Linked DNA regions of Rattus norvegicus: region 2 is linked to region 1. The links are chromatin contacts, called in public Hi-C maps. All regions are on one chromosome and are shown on one strand. Each heading gives the region's core, a stretch centred on a gene start, on an enhancer-like site or on the middle of the called end of the contact. The rest is flanking DNA. Distances are from core to core; before and after follow the strand shown.

Region 1 (3,077 bases), core at 442-2,941:
CAGGCTTAAGACAGCTTTCTCAGGGAAACTCTCCAGATGCTTGACAGAATTCTGAGCACTCCACTTCTGTTTAGCACTTTCAGTTGCTTCTCCTTGGAGTGGGGCTTCTCTGAGTCACTGGGCCACACCCTCAAGGCCTGGACTGCTTCTCTCTGTGGGACTGAAGTTCCTTATCAGTGAAAGGAGCCTGTGACTTTCTATGAACCCACAGCTGAATTGCTAGAAATTTTAGTTGTATACTATCTTGAACAGGGGAGGTTCCTCTCACCTTGTCCATCCTGGAATTCCTGGCTGTTTAAGCTGCAATCTGGACTGGTTAACATAACTGCCCCAGGCCAGGGTGGCCCCGTCTACAGCAGGTAGTGGCTCCCTGACCTTCCAATTCTAGATGAGTCGGCTCCTCTCTGGCTCTGACATGCAATCTTACACAATGTAGCCTTCACTCTTTTAAACCTTCGTTCCTCTAGTCCTTGAAGTCTCTTGGCTGGTGTATTTGTCATTGTTTCTAGGATGCTAGGGAGAGAAGGCAGACAGCAGAAGGTATAATCTCGTTTACCCCTTCTAATGGATTGCCGTGGACTTGAGCCCCCATTCCAGCCCTCCCCTTAGTTTTAACCTTTTCTTGGATTCTAATGAAAACTCTGGGGTGTGTCTATGTGCGGGCCTTGGAGAACTCAGAAGTATTGCACTTGTGGGTGGCTGGCACTGGGTGAATCTGAGACCGGCCTCCTTCAGATTAGGGTTGCTAGGAGGCTGAGCTGCCTGTTCTAAGCTTGGACTGGCTTCCTTTCTCTTCCCACTTCCCTCTTTCCCCACTTCAGCAGGGCCCAACTCCCACTGAATGCCTCAAAGTTGTGCAAGCCTGGAGCCTCTCAGTGCAGCCCCAGGCCCTCAACACCTAAAGGGAGCTGGGTTGATAGAAACACCCAGGGGCTGCAAAGTCTTTCCCTAGGCTTCTCTTAACCAGTGCTGACTGTACGTCACCACTCCCATCAGCTACCAGGCACGCTCAGTACGTTCAGCCTCTGGCGAAATAGGTGCCCACTTTGTGTTTGTTGAATGAATGAATGAAATAATGAACGAACCACGAAGAACTCCTAGCTCTGCTTCAGCGCTCTCCACCAGGACACACTAGTGAGTACATGTTTGGTGTCTGATTCTGTTCTGATCCTCCACTATTTGTGTTAGGTCCAGGTCCGGAGGGCTGTAAGGACTCTGTGTGTGTGTGTGTGTGTGTGTGTGTGTGTGTGTGTGTGTGTGTGTGTGTGTGTGTAAAGACAGCGCCTCTGCACCATGCAAGGGTGCAGAGTGTTTAGGATGCCGATGCTTGGTGTTCAATGTAGTGTGTGGGGTACATAATAAAGAATGCTGAATGCGGTGCAGAGTAGAGTGTGCAGGGTGAGGGGTGTACGGTGCAGATTAATAGGTACGAGGTGCCTGCTGTTCAGTGAAAAGTAGAGAATGCGAGTTGCGCGGCGCGTGCAGCGTGCAGGACGTCTGTGGGCTCGGGGAAGCGGCCTGGGTCCCTCGAGGGACGCGGCCAGCCCGGCCCAGGGCACGCGCGCCTGGGCGGGCTGCAGCCGGCTGCCGTCCCGCCTCTCGCCGGCGCTCCTGGCCTTTCCCATCCGGCCCGCGACGCTCCGCCCGCCCCGTCCCACATGACACCGCCTCCGCCGCAAACTTTTTCCTCCCCATCCTGTCGCGGCGGGGAAGGAATGGAAGATGGCGGCCTAGGCGCACAGTTTCCTGCCCGAGCAGCGGCGGCGGCAGCGGCAGCGGCGGCTCCAGTGGGCTGCGGCCAGCGCCACCATGACGCGCTGGGTCCCCACCAAACGAGAGGAGAAGTACGGCGTGGGTGAGCAGCGCGCCGCCCCGCGCCCGCCCCGCGCGCAACTTCCCCGCCGCGGTGCCCAGCCTGTTGCCGCGCGGTGCGGAGCCCGGCCCGCCGGGGGCTGGAGCCCGCGTGGGGAACCCGGTGACCTTCCGGGGTCCACCGTGCTCCTTATTCCCGCGCATTCGCTCTGTGTAGTCCCGTGTGTTCCTGAGTGCGCAGGGCTCCCGGGGTCATTGTTTGTGTGCGTTTTGGCTTCTTCGGGAAACTTTTGTTTGGCATCCGGGATTCCGGGTGAACACTTTTCATTGTGCAGCGCACGGATCTGTGAAGTCTCCTTTTCTCGCGTGAGGAGTGGCTGCGCTTCCCGGGCTGGGTCCGTGCCGCCTTTCCCGCCCTGGATGGTGGGGGGGGGCACTCAGGCGCTCCTGTTTCCCGGGGACCCTGGAAACGGACCTCGAGGGCGGGGACCTGGTTTTGCCTTTGTCGCTTCCCGAGGGGGTGGAGGGAGTCGGGTTGCAAGCTTACATTTGACTCAAGACACATTCCAAGGAGCCCGGCTTGCTTCAGTGGCTAGACAGTACTAGAGCCCTGCAGACCCTGTCTTCCCCTCCAGCCAGCCCACATCAAAAATCAGGTCTGTCTAGGCCTCAGGGCTCGCTGGCATTCCAGACCTGACTATTCTGTTTCCAGGCTCCTTCTCTCTTTCCCTAAGGATCCTCTGATGCCCAGCCTCACCTGAGCAGAGACTCTGTCTGACTTGCAAGCAAGCATTTCTCAGGGATTTGCAAGCAAGCATTTAGAGGAGCTTGCCGCCTTCCACCCTAAGGGCTGCCTTGAGGCGTTTTCTCAGCAGCTGTCTGTTCTAGGCACGCCTTCAGCACCTTCTTGCAGGCCTAGCTCTTGTCCCAGCCCGCTAACTTTGGAAGCTTCCTGGAGACTCCAATCTACAAGGCTGTGTCCTTCCTTTGAACTCTAGTTACTTATTTCTGTAGCAAGTAGGGGATGGTGGCCACGGGGGCAGGGCTGGGGAAGCCTAGGGCTCCTACCTCCACTCTAGGCCCACACACTGGGTTGGAGGACTTCCCTCCTTGTGAACACTGGGACTGGCCTCCACCTGCATTTGGCAGACCTTTCTGAGGCCCATGACAGAGCTGGGCTTTCTGGGGGTGGATGGGGTGTGTAAGGAGCTAAGAAGCATATCTTGTACCTCCTGGGGGTCCCATGTGGGGCAAGAAGGGCTGTG
Region 2 (3,145 bases), core at 374-2,873, 120 kb after region 1:
AAGATTCTTTCCAGATCTCTACGCTGGTGTGCTCCACCAAACTGACCCAGAATGGTGAGTTCTAGAATTTCTCCCTCTCAATCACATCCCCTTTGGCTGCTTGTTGAGTGGAGGAGTTTCCTGTGGGTGCTCGGACGTCATTCTCTCTGTCCTTTGATAAGGACCCACATAGATGTCGATGTGCTTGGGAAGAGGAAGTGGCATCCGTCAGAGTTTAAAATTCACACTTCTATTTTGGTCTGAGGATTAACTTAGCCAGAAGATTAAACAATGAAAGGACTTTTTTTTTAAATTCTTAAGTGTGTTTATTTGCGGTGTGTGTGTGTGTGGGCAGTCAGAGGACACATTGGCTTCTTTCCCTTCTCTGTGTGGATAGTGGGGATTGAACTCAGTTCATCAAGCTTGTTGGCAGGCCCCATAACCACTCAGCCATTTTGCCAGCTCTCGATGTCCTCTTTAGGATGCTTTCCAGCCAAAAGAAGGAAACCGGGCATCAAGGAAAGTTTACAAGGTTTGAAATCACATCAGAGAAATGGAGCTGAACTTTGGTTCTAATTTAACCCTGGAGATGACCTTAAGTAAAGGTGCTTTCAACCCAGCTGTGCTTGTTGATACACATGTGACTAATGCCTGCTTCCAGAGCTTTCTGGCTAGTATATACACTGTCAGATGTGAGGTACTCCCTTCTATGTGTCTTCCCCCGTCTTGATTCTCCTGGAGATAATTCCCAGTTATCTTTCCTGGAGAAGTTGGTTGGCGTGACATTTTTAGACCCCCTGCTTGCAGTGTGAGATACGACCTCCTTGCTGGTCCTCATACATGAAACTCAGCCTAATGTGGCAGTTCACTCATCCGATGATGCCTCATGTCCCTGGGCTGGCCGAGTTCATTTCCCACTGCTTGCAGCCTCCTCAGAGTCACGGCAGTCCAGTGGAGATACTTCTTATTCAGAGCACACCAGGGCCGTTGCCGTGACTCTGTCTGGAGGAGGCAGAGGCTCTCTGCGCAAATCCTTCATTTAAAAACCGCATCCTCCTAATGCGGCCGTATCACAGCTGTGTAGAGACTTTATGCTCTCTTGAAATGGAGCTTGAAAATCCAATTTTTTTCCCTCTTAACTGCCTGATATGAGTTGTGATTATTAATGTCCGTCATTATCAGGAATCACATCTCTGTGTTGCCTGTCAGTCATGGCTGGAGTCTGAGATTTGCTGAGGAGCAGACATCTTTCGGGCTTGCACTGGATTAACCTAGCATGGAAGAAACTCGTCCTTTGGAAGACGGGGAGAGATGCTGCTGTCCTGAAGGCCTGGGCATGCCAGCCCTGGGTCAGATATCTTTCAAACTTTCTCCACCTGATGCTTCCCTCTCTCATTCCCAGCTTTACCCAGTGAGGCTCCTCCCGAGTAAAATATTAGTGAGAGGCTGTAAGTCATCCAGACACGTCTGGGTTGTTTGAGTCTGTGTGAACACCGATACTTTGGTACTATCTGGACACTTCTTGGTTGCCAAATCATCGTGGGTTTGTCTGAATCATGCCTGAAGGCTCCCTCTTTGCGGCCTGTGGTAATCCCCGCCAGCAAATGACTCCCCCAACCCCCACACCTCCCAGAGGGACCGGATTTGTGCAAGTGGTGGGGGAAGGGAGGATTGTGCAGGCCCTTGGTGTTCAGGGACATGAGTCAGCTGTGTGGGCTCCAGCTACTGACTGGGCTGCGCAAAGAATATTCCAGTACTGGGAATGAGCTTCTCACCTCGTACCCAAACTGGGATACATGGACTAGTATTTGTGCCTCATTCAGTGCAGGCTGAGGGTGGTGTCCCTGGCTTGGTCATTGACCCCATGTGTGGTGCTTTAGTGTCTGAGCAGGTGCTGAGGTCTGCCCACTCTGTGTCACTTCTGACTTCGGAGGAAGCCACTGTCTTATATGTGGGTCAATGTTCCAGATGCATTGCTAGTTGTCTGAAATTTGATCATCATTTCCTTTCAAAGCAAGTCTCATCCACAGTATGGTTTTAAAACCACACATCTGAGAGTGGTAGGGGGAAGGGGGGACCTCCAAGGGTGGTGTGTGGATGCCTTTTTCACCTTACAGCTCCTTGAATCTTACCATCTGCAGGGTGATTCCCTCCCTGGTACCCAGGGAGAGAGCCCTGGTCTCTGCAGCAGCTGTTGCCAAGCAACAAGGAAATTCCAAAGTGATGCTGCTCACTGAACAGAAGGAGGAATCTGGCTTTCATTTCATGCCAGCATTGATACCCCCTTTTTGGGATTGTGCCATGCCAGGAGTATATAAGATGGGGGTGCCCTAGTTGGCGACTGAGTGTGGAATCCCAAATTCTCCCCTGGGGTAATCATTTTCCTGAAACCATAATTTGTTCTCGCAAAGTTCCATTACTTAGGAAAAAAAAAAGCAGGGGCTGAATTATTCATCAAGGTTTGTATTAAAGATCTCTGTCCTCAGCGCTGTGTGGGCTGCCATAGGGGATAGGAGAAGAACTGGAAGACGTGATCCCTCGTCTCAGTTAGCTTACTGTGTAACGAGAGGGAAGGGAGCCATGAAACAAAGAATAATTATGAATCCAGCCATGTTGAGTTCATCCCTGGGAGTGGAAGCCTTTCCTGACTGGGTAGTTTGTGGGGGAGGTACAAGCCATTTCCTTAAGCACCCCCTCCCCCATGAGGTGATTTATTAATATTCTCATCTGGACTTTTTTCCTCATATTTGCAGTACAAAGCTCAGATGGGCAGTACAAATGTTATAATCGCAGTTTTTGTCAGGTGGGATGGGGCGTGGTTGCGGAGGCAGGAGAATTTATAAGTTCAAATACAACCTGAGTTCTGCAGTGAGCTTCAGGCTAGTCTGACCCATCTAATGAGCCCTGTCTCAAAAAAGGAAAACAAAACAGAACAAAACAACAACAAAAACAACCTCCACCCCCCCAAAAAAGGTGGAAAGAAAAACCCCAAATAAATGACAACAAAATAACACCCTCCCAAGAATAAGTAAATAGCTAAAACTTGAAAGTTGCAGTCACATGACACGTGACAACAACTTGGAATGAATGGGGCTTAGATGATGCATTGGTCTCCATTAAAGAGACATTGATCACTTGAGAGATGGCGATGCCCCCCAACCCTTGG

Evidence for each region. A called contact is a pair of places that touch in the nucleus more often than the background predicts.
Region 2: a contact with region 1 is called in a Hi-C map of frontal cortex, with 2.1 times the contacts expected there. The contact joins the enhancer-like site here to the promoter of Dock1 in region 1. A contact is called at or near these places in 2 of 12 Hi-C or Micro-C datasets (Schwann cells and frontal cortex).

What each region holds. Positions count from the first base shown.
Region 1 is chr1:198,895,354-198,898,430 of GRCr8, forward strand. It overlaps Dock1 (dedicator of cyto-kinesis 1), which reads left to right and starts at 1,692. Exons shown (of 52, transcript NM_001143858.1): 1 at 1,692-1,855. The coding sequence starts at 1,810.
Region 2 is chr1:199,016,853-199,019,997 of GRCr8, forward strand. It overlaps Dock1 (dedicator of cyto-kinesis 1), which reads left to right. Exons shown (of 52, transcript NM_001143858.1): 18 at 1-54. Among named protein-coding and RNA genes, the nearest start is that of Dock1, 120 kb to the left of the region's middle. Within about 2 kb of position 1,624, at least 29 of the 93 cell types and tissues checked have an H3K27ac peak or open chromatin away from gene starts, as enhancers often do. A contact at or near this core is called in Schwann cells, where this site is marked.